Regions from separate parts of the Mus musculus genome. Here all the other regions are linked to region 2. Evidence: chromatin contacts called from public Hi-C and promoter capture Hi-C data. All regions are on one chromosome and are shown on one strand. Each heading gives the region's core, a stretch centred on a gene start, on an enhancer-like site or on the middle of the called end of the contact. The rest is flanking DNA. Distances are from core to core; before and after follow the strand shown.

Region 1 (4,536 bases), core at 214-2,713, 470 kb after region 2:
TTCTAGCCCATCATCTGCCAGAGGCAGCAGAAAAGAAAGGGTATTGGGTGTGTGGGGGGAGTAGACCTGTTTAGAAATGGTTCTTTGGAGCAAATCCCATCTGCATTGTAAGGAAATCAGTATTCACTTCACAGGTCAGCAGCAGCAGTTTGATCCACTCGCATACACTTCACGGATACACCAGCAGTCCAGTTTGGTAGAGTTGGGTTAACAAACACGAATTAGCAGTGGCAACAGCACTACCTAGCAAAACAGCCAGACCTCAGTCTCTGCCCAAGTCATCAGGAGGGACCAGAGCCAACAGGAATGCCAGGAAAAGTTCTGGCTGAGCGTCTCAGAGAAGTGAAGATCAGAGAAGACATGAGACCAGCAGACATTGTCCAGCTAGCTCTACAGGCCAGCCAAGCTCAGCCTCCATTATAGTCTGTTGGAATCTCTTGATGCTCCCTCCAAACATCACGGGGTCTCCACGGGTCCTCCCTATGTCTTGCCTCAGTACGTGAGTCTGTCTTAGCTGACATCACTCTGCCAATCAGCCTGAGTCCATGGAAGCAACAAGAAACCGCAGCACACCACCAGAAGTTTTTTTTTTTTTTTTTTTTTTTTTTTTTTTTTTTTTTTTTTTTTTTTTTTTTGCTGCATTTCTCTCTATGGAGTCCCGACAAATACAGCTCAATTTTGCAATGTAAGGTGAACCAATACATGTGTGCCGTTAGCAAAGAATCCTTCATCATGTGTCCTCTTACGTGCTTGCTTTAGCAGAACATCCTTTCCTCTGTGTCTGCTTCAGCGAAACATTCCTTCATGTGTTTGCCCCAGCAAAACAAAAAACAACAACAAAAAACCCAAAAAACAACAGCAACAACAACAACAAAAAAAAACACCATCCAACACGACAGAGTTTTCAAAGAACCCTTAAGTTTCCATTTCAGGCTCCAGCCCCAGCTCCTGCCCTGATACCCACATGCCTGCCCAAGGCTCCTGGAGGTGGAAGCTCCTGCTTGCAGCAGCCACGATTTCACTTTGCAGATTAAGTAAGAAGAGTCATTGTGGCCAGGGTTGGATTGGACGCCCCTGGTGCACCTGACAGAAAGATGAAAGAACCCTAGCAATCTTCCCCAACCACCTTTTCCTCCTAAATGGAGAGGGGAGGGGGAAAGAAAGGGACTGTTTTCTCAAAAATGTCTGAGTAAAGCAGATGTTGCTGTGAAGTGGATGTTGCTGCTGCACCTTCCCCACACACGCCATCCTGCACTTCCTGTAAGTCAGAGTGATGAAGAGAACTACAGGGGGCCGACTGACTTTCAAAGCCTAGCGTCACCTCTAAGGCCCTGTGCCTACAGAAAACCTTCAGATTCGTCTTTGCTTAAGGGCAGGAGACTCAAATCCAGCAAAGAAGAGAAGCCAGAGCCCTGTTTGCTTCAAAAACACAAGGGTTCATGTTACCCTGGATCCAGGCTTGGCTCAGCGCGCCATCTAGTGGCAATACTGGAGAGCTGCAGGTTGGATCAGGTAGTGGGTCAGAGCCACCTCCCATCAGAGCACACTTTCATCAGACCTTCATCTCTGTGGGGCCCTCCTCTATCAGACCTTTCCTCCATCACATCTTCCCCCATTAGACCTTCTACCTCCCACAGACCTCTTTTAACAGCCTCTCCACCTCCAACAGGTTTCCTTCTCCAACAGCCCTTCCTCCACCACACCCTCTAGCACAAACAGACCCTCCTCCATCAGACCCGGACCTCAATCCGATTTCTGTTGTGTCTCATTTCACACCCAGACAGATTCTGTGTCAGGAAGATCAGGGCCAAGGTAAGGCCTTCCAGGGGCCCAGGCAGAACCACAGCAGGAAAAGGATGACCACTCTGTGGAACATCTGGACTTCCCAGGTATATTCTGAAACCCACGAGGTCCCCCGTCCCCACCCTGTTCCTCAGGAGGTAGAGGTAGACTTTACAATGGATCAGTTGTTCCATTTGACAGTGGATGGGTTTGGTTCTAATTCTGGTTCCTTGACATACTTTATAAAACTTGCCTAACTGATAAGTTCAGATCCTGAGCTATAAAGTGAGAGTCACCCCCCAGAGGCCATGGTGAGCGCTCTGTGAGGAAATGTCTGCCATCCTCCTCCACCAACAGGAGACATGACTATCTATGGACTGGAGTCTCCAGAACCCTGAAGTTTGTCCTCACAGCTGGCACAGCCTGTCATTGAGACTGTGTGACTGAGGCGAAGTGTGAGAGAGCTGCCTGGTCTTGGGCTCAGTACCTGGGTTTTCTGAGATTTTATTTTTCTCAATAATAGTCAGTGGAAGATGCCAGGCTGATGTCAGAAGAGATAGATGACACAGAGGTGGGGTTGGGGGGTGGGGAGCCCCACCTCAGCATCTCCCTGGAGTGTCTGGCAAAGAATCAGTGCCCAGGGATGGCCTGCTACATGAACTGAACCACACGGGAGGAAGCAACATGGCAAACCACTTCAGTGCCAGGAAAAATTTATTGCTCAAAGGTGGCTAGCCACACAGACTCCCGGTTGTCATTCTTACCCGCAAGAATATGCAAAAAATCGAAAGACTCGTTTCCCCCAGATGATCTGTATAAGTGACAGTCACATTCAACATAAGCAAGCACATTAATTAAATGCTACAACCCTGTTATGCTTTTATATTCCCTAGGGAGAACACTATTGTCTCAGGTGATAACTATGTAACCAATGGCCATCTTTCAAATCAACAAAGTAGAGGACCTGTTAGCATGGTACGCACCTCCCCCACCTCTTCCCTGATTCCTTGTGATAGAGTGGGGGGAAAAAATCACACCTTCTCTCCATGGAATTACATGAAAAATGTCCATGGATGTGCTGGGAAACATGCAAGAGGTGTTACATACACATCATATGACTGCGACTCGTTAGAAAGCGTTCCGGTTTCACCTAGGTTGTCCTGAGTCACTGCCAGGCAACTATGAGACTCATGCTGATAAGGAGAGCTGAGTTAGTGTTTGTTCATGGAAAACCACCCTCGGAGAGTTTATCGGAGGGATCCATTCGTGAACGAGCATCATGGGAAATGTCTGTGAGGATGTCATTGTCAGAGAACAGGAGTCACAGAGCAGCTTGGATGTCAAAGCTTGGAAGGCTGTGGTAAGTGGGGCCATGTTTGTGCTGGGTTTGAGGATGAAGGCCACTCCAGGGCTCTGCCCACAGCTTCAGCAGGCCCATCACCAGCCTGGTGGGTGGTACTCTGTGTCTTCAGGATCTTGGGGGCAGACAGAGGTTTGCTGTCATCGAAGGGTCTCGTCCTCAAGTGCTGGCACGGCACTATACAGAGTTGGACTCCCGTCAATGTTCGATGAATTAGCCACTGGATGTTATTTACAGGGTGCTCTGTGTGAGGAAGGCAGTTACAGGATCAGTCCACAGGAGGGAAAGGAGTTCACAGAGGGGGCCCTCCATGTCCTCAGACTCTGCAGCCATAGATCCACCAATCAGAAATTAAAGCGCTTTTTTTTAAATGGAAGCTGGAGAGTTGACTCAGTGGTTAAGAGCACTCACTTTCCTTGTAAAGGACCTGGGTTCAATTCCCAGCACCCACATGGAAGCTCACCACTTCCCCAGGCACCAGGCATGTGTGCAGATGGAGCATTCATATGGATAAAATAAATCTTAAAAACAAAACAAACCAAAAGCAAGTGTCCCTGAATCTGGTGAGTTAGCTCAGCGGGTAAAGGCACTTGTCACTAAGCCCGATGACTGGAGTTCAATCCCTGGACCCCGCATGGTGGAAGGAGAAAAACCGATTCCTGCATATGGTCTTCTGATCCCCACTCCCCTGACACACACACACAGCATTCAAATAAATGAATAAAAAAGAATCTTAAGTTGTCTGCTCCAAACACAGGCAGACTTTTCTGGTGATTTTGTAGCATGGCCACTGGGTGAGGTCTCTTACTTCAGCAAGAGGTAGTTTGAAGCATCTAGGGGGAAGTGTGTGGTCTATATGCAGACACTGCCCTCTGTGGGAGCAAACTAGACTCCCCTAAACACCAGAGTGACTGACAACTTCACAACCGAAGACCTTCAATTTAACTCATCAATGCTGGCCAGAGCATTGTGGTGGCACAATGGACCCAGCTGGATTCCTGTGTCATGAAGGACTGTCCCAGAGGACATAGGAGATGAGGCTGGAAGCCATCTTTGGGTACCAGGGTCACTGTACCACCGCTGGCTACCTGAGACCATGGTGTAAATGGCAGAACTCTTTGCTGACCTACAAATGGTCCCTGCTCCCTTTCTGACAGTTCTCAGCCACTCTGGGGGAAGGAGAGGTTTGTCAGTTACAGATCTACCCCATTTGCCAAGCCCACTCTGCCATCTCCAGGGACAATAGAGGCAGGACGTGGCATCAGACATGCTCACTCTTACCCATCTCCTGGTCAGTTGGGTCTTCTATTGAGAGAACACCTGGTAGCTGAAGTCGTCGGTCTGGATCCGAAGATTGTATTTCTGCCTTACTCTCTGGTAACGCAAGATCAGAA
Region 2 (4,611 bases), core at 1,040-3,539:
TTTGTGATACGCCACCCTGAACAGGGCAACTTATAAAAGAAGGCATTTAACTGTGTTCATGGATGCAGAGAATTAGAGTGACTGCCGTGACTGGTATTTCCACTGAGGAGGAGAGCTTGCCTATAGGCAGTGGGTGGGTGACACACAGAGGCCTCTCCTGCCTGGCTTCTCTCCAGGTGGCACACTCTGCTCAGAATTTATCAGAGAGGACTGTCTGTCTGTCTGTCTGTCATGAGTGTTACCTCCTTAGCGCTGGACACCGGCTGGTGACAGGTGTCCCTGCATACTAACCTGTAGCGGTAACCATCTCCACAGACTGGTGAGCAATCTGTTGCTCATCATATCTTCTGCATGCTCACTGGCAGGCACATCTGGTGTGCTTTGGATTTTTGTTGTTAAAAATTAACTTTAAATAAGGATAATGATGACGATGACAAAACCAAACAGGAAGCCTTGAGTTCTCATTGCCACAAATCATCAGACATTGCACAGCCTAGCTCTCCACCGTACGTGTCCTCCCTGTTCCTGAAGGTCACCCAGATCATCTTTACTTTCATTGTGTCGGCTGGCAGGTCTATAAAACTGCTGGATGCTGGACATCTTCCTCTCTCTAAGCTCCCTTGCTGTCAGCTGTGAGCAAGGTCAGGGAGGTGACATGTGCATGCATGTCCATGAGTGGACATACATGGGCACTTATGTACATGTTTGATACATACCTATAGGAACAGTCTTCTGCCCAGTGATATTTGCAATGTGATTTTTGTCTCCTATGTGACTGTGTAGGTGAGTGATCTCAGATGTCCACCTCCTTCCCTCCCTCCCTCCCTCCCTCCCTCCCTCCCTCCCTCCCTCCCTTCCTTCCTTCCTTCCTTCCTTCCTTCCTTCCTTCCTTCCTTCAGCTCCTAAGAAGTCGTACCCATGAAAATCATCCCTGAAGGTCAGGATCTAGGAAGTTTGTTTGATTTTGTTTTTGTTTTTAAGCTTGATTTTTTTTTTAATGTGAGTACACTCTCACTGTCTTCAGACACACCAGAAGAGGGCATCAGGTCCCCATTACAGATGGTTGTGAGCCACCATGTAGTTACTGGGATTTGAACTCAGGACCTCTGGACGAGCAATCAGTGCTCTTAACCACTGAGCCATCTCTCCAGCCCTGTTTTTGTTTTGAGACAGGGTTTCTCTGTGTGTCCCTGGCTGACCTGGGACTCTCTTTAGGTGGGCCTCAAACTCAGAGATCCACCTGCCTCGGCCTCCCAAGTGCTGAGATTAAAGGAGTGTGCTTCCTGGTTTCCTGGGAAGTGGTTTTTGCAGGGCACCTGCCTACATGAGCAATTTGGATCACCCACAATCAGGATGTAACACTGTGATAGGGGCCCTATATCCTGTGGGTCCAGGAGAAACTGTGTGGAGTAGTTGGTATCTATGCTGACATCTGAGGGGTGGGGGTGGGGGAGACCTGGAGTTCCTGGCTGACTCTGAGATGTGAGGCAGGTCACAGGGCAGTTCCAACGACCGAGGCAGGAAGGAGCCCAGGTAGGACTCTCACCCATTAACCTGGCCAATTCCACATATCTTAGGCATGGCAATGAGACTTAGCATGAACCAGGAGATCCTAGGATGCAGCCCAAACTTCCCACACACGGAGCTCATGGGTGCACCCAGTGCTAGGGGGAGCAGCACAGACAAGGAGAAGACCCATCAGTGACGTTGGTAGTGTGAGGTCTTCAGAAGGGCTGGGACTTACAGCTGGGGAGTAAAAATCCCGGCCTCAGCCCAGGAACAAGGTTGGGTCACCTTAGAGTACACTGAAGGACAATAAGACCAGGAAGGGGAGGGGGGCCCAGGAGGAGGGGTGAGGCTGGATCAAAAGCTTTCAGACAGATGGTTAGGGAAGGCCTTACATCAGGTATTGGAGGAGAGTGGAGACAGAGCGTCCTTCCCCCATCTAGGATGAACTTTATCCAGGCAAGGAGATGGTGTGAGGAGATGCAGGCTAGGCCGGATGATGGGAGTGTCCTGCGTTATCCACAAAGCACTGAGTTCCATTCCCCGGGGGGGCAGGGCATGAGGGAGAGGGACTGAGAGATGGGGAAGAGAAGGAGGGAAGGGGAGCCGGAGGCAGAAGCAGCCCAGGGGAGCAGTCACTTGAAGCCACCCAGAAATGTTTTTTTATCTGGAGCTTCACAGATGCAACTGACCTTTGACCCAGAGTCTGGAACTCTGGGAGTGAACTTTCTAGGGGAGAGGAGGCTGCTGCAGCTGCACAAAGACAGCAGAGGTCGGAAGCAGCAATTTTGTGTCACCTTTGGACAGGTGCTCATTGCCCCTATACACCGTGCAGGGATAGAGCACAGCAGACAGGCTTCCTCCCAGTTCCCAGGCAGGAAGCCAGGTGTCTGGGTGGTCTGCTGCAGCAGGCTCTTGAGGGCCAGAAACGCATCTGTCTTCCCCCGGGGTGAAGAACACGCAGGATTCTGTGTCTCTTTCGTCAGGTGCTACACTCAGTCATTGGACTCCATACCCATGACCTCTTAGTGCCATGCTGGGGCACCAGAACATCCCAGACTGTCGGTTATGAAAATATAACAATAACCACGAGGTTCTGAGTTCAGAAAATAAAGAGCCCCTGTGATCGATAAAGATGGTCCCACGAGGAAAATGAACAAAGGTTTGGTTTCACTGAAGAGGAAAGCTATATGGGCAGTGAACAAACAAAAACTTAGAAAAGGTACAGACCCCATCGCCATCTGCAGTATGCAAATTAAGGGGTGGAGCATCCTCCTTCATAAGGCATGCTGGGAAGCCAGAGGTATGACTAAAGACTATGGGGAAGGGTGGCCCGAGTCCTGCCCAACAAGCTAGAGACTAATTTATCTGAGAAGTGAGCAGGGACGGCTCAGAGAGCTCTGTGGTGGCATAATTAGAGTCTGGTGATGGCGGAAGACTAGCACCGTAAGTTTGTTAGCTGAATGGTTTAAGAGTTGCTTGTGGGGGCTGGAGAGATGGCTCCAGTGGTTAAGAGCACTGACTGCTCTTCCAGAGGTCCTGAGTTCAATTTCCAGCAACCACATGGTGGCTCACAACCATCTGTAATGGGATCTGATGCCCTCTTCTGGTGTGTCTGAAGACAGCTACAGTGTATTCATATATATAAAATAAATAAATGATTCTTTAAAAAAAAAAGAGTTGCTTGTGCAGAGAGGTTACGTTACTGAAGCGATATGGGCAGGTTGGAAGGCATTCGAAGGCTTCCTGAGTGACCCCAGTTAAGTCTCCAGTCTCTGGTCCTCCTGGTGTGGATGGGGCAGTATATATGTTCACAGCTCTTGTTAACCTCAGGCTGGGTGTGACTCTGGGGTCTTGGGAGACTCCCAAGTCCTAATGTCTAAGGACAGAAGCAGGTCCACCAGTCTTCTGCATTCTCCCTACCAGAGCAGAGTCCTAGTCAGTCTACTTTGCTAGCTGGCCACTTACTTAGACTGGTCCCCTTTCCTCCCCTCCCCCATTCATTCCCAGAGGGCTCAGGAATCTCCTACTGCAGTCAGTCAGGATCCCAGGCCTGGGGGCAGGGTCGGGTGGGGGAAGTCCTTGGTGGTAAGGTGGGAAGAGCAGATGGGACTGGAGGGTCTTTTTCTGGTCAGCGTAGCAGGTGACTGTCCTGTCCTGCAGGGTGACAGAGGGCTTCTGAAGTTCCTCTGGATTAAGGTGACAGACAAAAGCAAAACCAAGAAGAGATGAGGGCTGAACCGAGTAGGTCAAAGGAGATGGGAGCAGTCGCTGTGGTAAGAGGCTGAGAGGCTGAGGTGGAGGGCTTGAAATCCAAAGGCCAGCCAAAGGCTAGCCTGGGTTACATGGAAAGTTTGAGGTTAGCCTCAGCAACATGGTGAGGAAAATACACACACACACACACACACACACACACGAGTGTGCATACCCCACAAAGACAGAAAGAGAGAGGGGGAGACAAAGAGACAGAGACAGAGAGACAGACAGAGAGGGACAGAGGCAGAGAGACAGAGAGGGTCACTACCCCCAATGAATTATTCAAAAACGAGAAGTAACATTCTAGAACTCACCCAGAGGGATAGGTGCTTCAAAGAAAGCCAATCCAGTATATAAGGGTCCCAACAGTGGACCAACTTCTCATGGGGTGACCCCTCTGATGGGTCCTCTGGTCCCTCAGGGGAGTAGTGCTGGCCCTGTGTCTCAGGAGATGGCCAGCAGCTTCTCCATGCTTCTTGTAAATTGAGATTTTAGAGTCCAGGTACATGAGAGGACAAGGGAGCCACGTAAGCAGGGTGTGTGTGACTTTGTGGCCTGTAGGGCTCCCTGTGCAGCCACCATGGGACTTGGAATGTCCCCATTGTCTGTCTCCAAAAATGAAGGACAGGGCATCTCTTCTTTTGGAACAGAGTCCCACTGAGAATTTGAGGAGTAAATCCCAATTCCCTGTGGGCATTCAGCAGATGTCACTGTCCAGGTGTGTCGGGGGGGGGGGTCTGTCTGCCACATCACCATTCTGGTACGTGGTACCTCAGCCTCCCTCGCTCCCCAGCTTCTTCTTTCTTCTTCTTTCCCTTTCTTCTTCTTCTTCTTCTTCTTCTTCTTCTT
Region 3 (4,787 bases), core at 1,864-4,363, 300 kb after region 2:
GGGAGGGCCCCTCGGGATGCTTGGATGTCCCAGCTCAGGGTTGGGGCAGGCCAACTGTTCACAACAGCCATCTGCTGAATAGCCGTGGGTCACCATGGTGCCACTCCTCTTTGGACAGTGTGACGTTTTGAGGTTTCATGAAGAAATGAGCTATAGTGGAGAAGTGTGGGTACTTCTCCATGGTGAGGCCTCCACCCAACCCTCCTTCCTGCCCCTTCTTACTCTACTGAAGCAAGTGTCTGAAGCACACCTTGATGAGCCTCAAGCTTGTACCAAGCAGTACAAGATGACGAAGTCTTGTCTGAGAACTGGCATGGTGTGTTATTTTCTCCTATGAGCTTGCTATAGAAGGCATGACTCAGCTAATTCCACTGCTTTGGTAATGCTAATACTCTCAGTGATGGTCACGTCATGTACTTGCCAGGGACATCTTTGTCCCTTGCATCCAAGGCACAGTGCTGACACAGTCTCTCCAGCAATGGCTTTCCTTTGTGCATTTTCTAGGCACAGGCCAGCCTGCTGTCACTAGAAACTGTAGCCAAACTACTGAGGCCTGGATGGCTCAAAAAGCTCAAAAGGGCAGACTTGAGTCCTCTATCTTTCTGAAGTCTGAGGTCAAGATGTCTGTCCCAGCATCTCTCCAGTGTCTGGTGGCTCTAGCTATCCTTAGTGTTCCTTGGCTGGCTAATGTGTCAACCCAGATCCAATGTCTATGTGGTTGTTTGATTTTTGATTTTTTTCTGTTTATTTGTTTTGTTTTTTTTTCCCTAATGTGAGCTCTGGGTATCCAACCTACCACATTCCAGGTTGATCCATCATCTTAGTCCCTTGACCCCTGGCCCCATGGCATCAGTTGTCAGATCTAGAGCCTGCCCTAAATGCAAGGTAACTCAGCCTCCACATGGTACGTGATCCATACTTTAGCAGCTTCTGCTCCAAGCAAGATCACATGTCTTGGTTGCAGGCAGGCAAATAAGAAGGAGGTTATAGTCAACCCATGAGAGAAGCTCAGGGTTCGCCTTTGGAGACGTGTTCATGCAGGCTCTCACTGCAGCCCAGGCTGACCGCATGAACCTCACCACAAGCCTCCTGCCTCAGCCTCTCAAACTCCAGGATTCAATGCCCACTTTGTTTGTTACCTTCCAGCCTCAGGGGTCACTTGTGCTGTAGGCTGGCTCCTCAGTTGTCTCTGGGGACGGTGACAGCTGTTGTCCCTTTACCTTTGCTCCCACACTCCTGGGTTCACGGCCTCATCCTTGACTTCAAGGCTGACAGGCTGATCTGACTCTGGAGTTGCTCTGATGTCACCTTCTTCAAGTTGTTGATAGGTCCTTGTAATTTTCATGAGTTTACCAGCATCATCTGGGCTAGCTCACAACCATACCCTTGAATACCTTCAAGGTTCCCTAGTCAATGGCAAAGCCACAGGTTCAGGGCCCACACCTGTATTTGGAGGGACACGTTACTGTTGACTGAATTCAGCTCTGTCCAGAGGTGGGCGGCCTTCAGGGCCTCAGTTTCCCTTTTGCAATGTGGACTGACTGGCATGGGTCGAGGCTTGGTTGGCTGTGAGACAGCACACTGAGCAGGGGACACTCTGGGTGCCACGGGCTCCGTGACAGTCTGCTGTCCCAGTTACAGTAGACCTGGTCTTTGCTGTGACTGCTTCCTGTCAGGTGGAAAGTCCCATGTCCCCTGGTTCTCTTGACTCTGTTCTCTAAGCCGAACTCTGTCTCACTATGAATTTCTTACATTACTCTGAGGCAGGTGACGCCTCCCCTGTCCTGAACCACGCGGCTGTCCCTTTAATTTCAAACAAGATCTGCAACCACAGGGACGTGTATGGTGGTATCATCTCTCCCTCCATGCTCTGTGCAGGCTACCTGAAGGGCGGTGTGGACAGCTGCCAGGTAAAGGACTTCCAGTAGCCCTTGGGGCCTCGGCAAAAGGCCAGGGTCTAGTTTAGTGACCCAGCCCATGGGACAGGCCCCTGCCAGTTTCCCCGTGAAAAACAAATTTACATGGCACAAGGAAGAGATTTGCTTAAGATATCCCCTGGCTTTCTTGGTGGCCCAGCCTGTGTTTACCCAGGTTCCCAGTCTTTCAGGGCACACAGGATGTGGCCTCCCCTCATCTCTCCAGCCTGATTCTGAGTGGGAAAGGGGGCTATGAGCTGATGAACCCAGGCTTGCAAAATCCACAGTGAATGAGACTCAGTACTGCCGTTGGACACAGTGATTTAGATCTGGCTCAGGCAGACTCCCTCTCTTCCAGCTCAGTGGGCTACGCAGGCCACCTTTGACTTAAAAGTGTAGTGTTTGGGATCTGAAGGCAGACATAGCCAGAGGGAAGCGTTCCCATATGGTCAAGGAGCCATGTCTTGAGTCCATTCTAGAAGTATACAGGGAGAGGTGTGCACATGGTTCTCCGGTGATGTGACATGGAAAGTCTGTGCAGCCGGGACAGTATAGCTGTCCCAGCCTCTTGACCTTTGCTTCTATTGACTCTGCAGGGAGACAGTGGAGGACCCCTGGTGTGCCAGGAGAGGAGACTGTGGAAGTTAGTGGGTGCAACAAGTTTTGGAATCGGCTGTGCTGAAGTGAACAAGCCTGGAGTCTATACGCGAATCACCTCCTTCCTGGACTGGATTCACGAACAGTTGGAGGTGGGTGGAGTGACCCAGTTGGAGGTGGGCGTTGACTCTCCAGCTCACGTGTTCCCTGCACCTGCCACAGGGAGCCAGGAGGAGATAGATGTGGGTATCAGCCCTAGAACACAGCTAATCCCCCGGGTGTGACCCAGGCATACAGGGGAAGGACTAGAGGAATGGCCCTGCCTGACTCAACAAGGAGAAAGGTGACCAGCAGATGAGCTGGGAAGTTGATCCCTTGCTGAGAGCCAGATCTGCTTTTCTTCAGGGAGGGGGAATCAGGACAGGCCTACAGAGGCTCCTGGTCAGAGAGGGGAAGAGAGGGGAACTGAGAGTCACAGGGCACCAAACAGAGAGATGCTCTGATAGACACAGAGGCCTTGCTGCAATGAAAGTCAGACGTCTACAACCCCCGTCTCTCCTGAGAGGGGAAGGGCTGTGGGGAAGCAAGGCCTGGCCACACACACATCAGGTGCTAGGCAAACATTTACTGACTTTATCTCAGACGGGTTTTACATCATCACCCAGTTCAGTTTCAAAGATGTTTTCTGCTGACACAGTATGAGTGAGATTTATGTAGCGTGGGCAAATGTTTAAAAGAGAACAATCCCATGGCATTTGACGCACTTACATGTGCAGCCATGCCCTCTGTGTGGTTCTAAAAATCCTCCTAGCATCCCAAAGGAAACACGTGTCCCTTCCTGCCCTCTAGTCTTCAGCGACTGGCTGTGAAGATCCAAAACATTTATAAGTTTTGTGTGTGTGTGTGTGTGTGTGTGGGTGGGTGTGTGGGTGTGTCTGTATGTATATATGTGGGAGCAATATGTCTGTATGTGTGTGTCTGCATGTACGTGGTGTGTGTGCATGTGTGTGTATGTGGTGTGTGTGTGCATGTGTGTGTTATGTGTGCATGTGTGTGTGTGTATGTGGGGTATGTGTGTATGTGTCTGTATGTATATATGTGGGAGCAATATGTCTGTATGTGTGTGTCTGTGTGTACGTGGTGTGTGTGCATGTCTGTGTGTATGTGGTGTGTGTGTGCATGTGTGTGTGTGTGTGCTCAGTGCAGGAGCTGGGGAATCAATCAAGTCCACTGCAGTATAGAGTGGTATGTGCTCTTAAGCACTGGGCCACCCCAAGGACCTTTTAAAAGGGTTCCTGTCATTTGGAGCAATTGACTAAATAAGAAAAGAAACCTTCAAGAACACCCTTAGCACCCCTCAGGGGTTAATTTCTGTTTCTTTGCTTTTTTAAAATGTTAGTTTTATCTTATGAGATGGCTGTTTTGTCGGCATCTGTGTCTGTACTCCATGTGTGTGCGAAATGCCTGGAAGGTCAGAAGCAGGCTTCAGATCTCTTGAGACTGGAGTCACAGACAGTTGTGAGTTGCAAATCAAACCCAGGTCCTCTACAAGAGCAGCCAGTGCTCTTAACCTCCCAGCTATCCTCCAACCTGCAGAGGGGGTGGCTGCACGCATCATTGTGTCTGGTGCCATGAGACTGTTGTCTTTTAGAAAGCTCATCTATATTTCATAAATTACTATTACTAAATATAGTAATTATACTACTTTTTAATTATTGGTTTAACTCAAGGTTTTGTTTTGTTTTTTTTCCTTTTTAAAATTTTTAGTTCTGAGGGCTGAATGCAAGGTCTTGTGTGTACTAGGTGGGACCCCACCACTGAGCTACACCCCAAGCTCTTTGCTTCTTCATCTAAATGAAGAAAGACACTGAACATGGCTCTCGTGTTGGGGTAGGATGGGGATGAGGTGGTAGCAGGTGAGGCCAAGACATGCTCAGATCTCAGCAACACTAGTCATAGCTGTGACTTTCCACAGCTTTGCTTCCATCTTTGATGCATGATGGAGCCTGTAGGGCTGGACCAGTGTAGGCCTGGCTGCCAGTCACAGGCCGGTAGGAAGCCACCAGTTGAAGCAGTCTGTTGGCACTATTATGCGTTTAGTACCACAGGCTCTTCTTCAGTAAAGGGTTTAGCTAACACTTGTCTTCCCCTTGTGAAAGGGGCATTCGAGCAGGTGATGCCCTTACACAGAGAGCACTGAAGGCACTGTGCAGACTGGCCATATGTCCCTGGAAGGTGTGGCAAGGGATAGAGGAACCTCAGAAAGCAAGTGTA

Evidence for each region. A called contact is a pair of places that touch in the nucleus more often than the background predicts. Capture Hi-C pulls out chosen DNA fragments and counts their contacts.
Region 1: a Hi-C map of the CH12 cell line shows a contact between it and region 2, with 5 times the contacts expected there. The contact joins two enhancer-like sites. A contact is called at or near these places in 2 of 39 promoter capture datasets (the 3T3-L1 cell line and embryonic stem cells), 4 of 15 datasets of contacts at CTCF or cohesin (embryonic stem cells, large pre-B cells, pro-B cells and 1 more), 98 of 484 Hi-C or Micro-C datasets (the 3T3-L1 cell line, 3T3-L1-derived adipocytes, B cells and 60 more), 5 of 115 datasets of contacts at active chromatin or transcription factors (the HPC-7 cell line, astrocytes, embryonic basal ganglia and 2 more) and 2 of 9 other capture datasets (embryonic stem cells and liver).
Region 3: a promoter capture Hi-C map of liver shows a contact between it and region 2, with 2.3 times the contacts expected there. The contact joins two enhancer-like sites. A contact is called at or near these places in 2 of 39 promoter capture datasets (the 3T3-L1 cell line and 3T3-L1-derived adipocytes), 1 of 115 datasets of contacts at active chromatin or transcription factors (pancreatic cancer cells) and 2 of 9 other capture datasets (embryonic stem cells and liver).

The regions. Positions count from the first base shown.
Region 1 is chr17:31,008,653-31,013,188 of GRCm38.p6, reverse strand. Umodl1 (uromodulin-like 1) reads right to left here. Exons shown (of 22, transcript NM_177465.4): 21 at 4,424-4,536; 22 at 2,479-3,385. The coding sequence ends at 4,448. Among named protein-coding and RNA genes, the nearest start is that of Abcg1, 47 kb to the left of the region's middle. Within about 2 kb of position 1,463, at least 34 of the 459 cell types and tissues checked have an H3K27ac peak or open chromatin away from gene starts, as enhancers often do. A contact at or near this core is called in the CH12 cell line and the P5424 cell line, where this site is marked.
Region 2 is chr17:31,477,004-31,481,614 of GRCm38.p6, reverse strand. No RefSeq gene overlaps it. Among named protein-coding and RNA genes, the nearest start is that of Wdr4, 33 kb to the left of the region's middle. Within about 2 kb of position 2,289, at least 19 of the 459 cell types and tissues checked have an H3K27ac peak or open chromatin away from gene starts, as enhancers often do. A contact at or near this core is called in the CH12 cell line, the P5424 cell line and liver, where this site is marked.
Region 3 is chr17:31,181,692-31,186,478 of GRCm38.p6, reverse strand. Tmprss3 (transmembrane protease, serine 3) reads left to right here. Exons shown (of 12, transcript NM_080727.2): 10 at 1,768-1,910; 11 at 2,513-2,665. Among named protein-coding and RNA genes, the nearest start is that of Tmprss3, 14 kb to the left of the region's middle. Within about 2 kb of position 3,113, at least 36 of the 459 cell types and tissues checked have an H3K27ac peak or open chromatin away from gene starts, as enhancers often do. A contact at or near this core is called in liver, where this site is marked.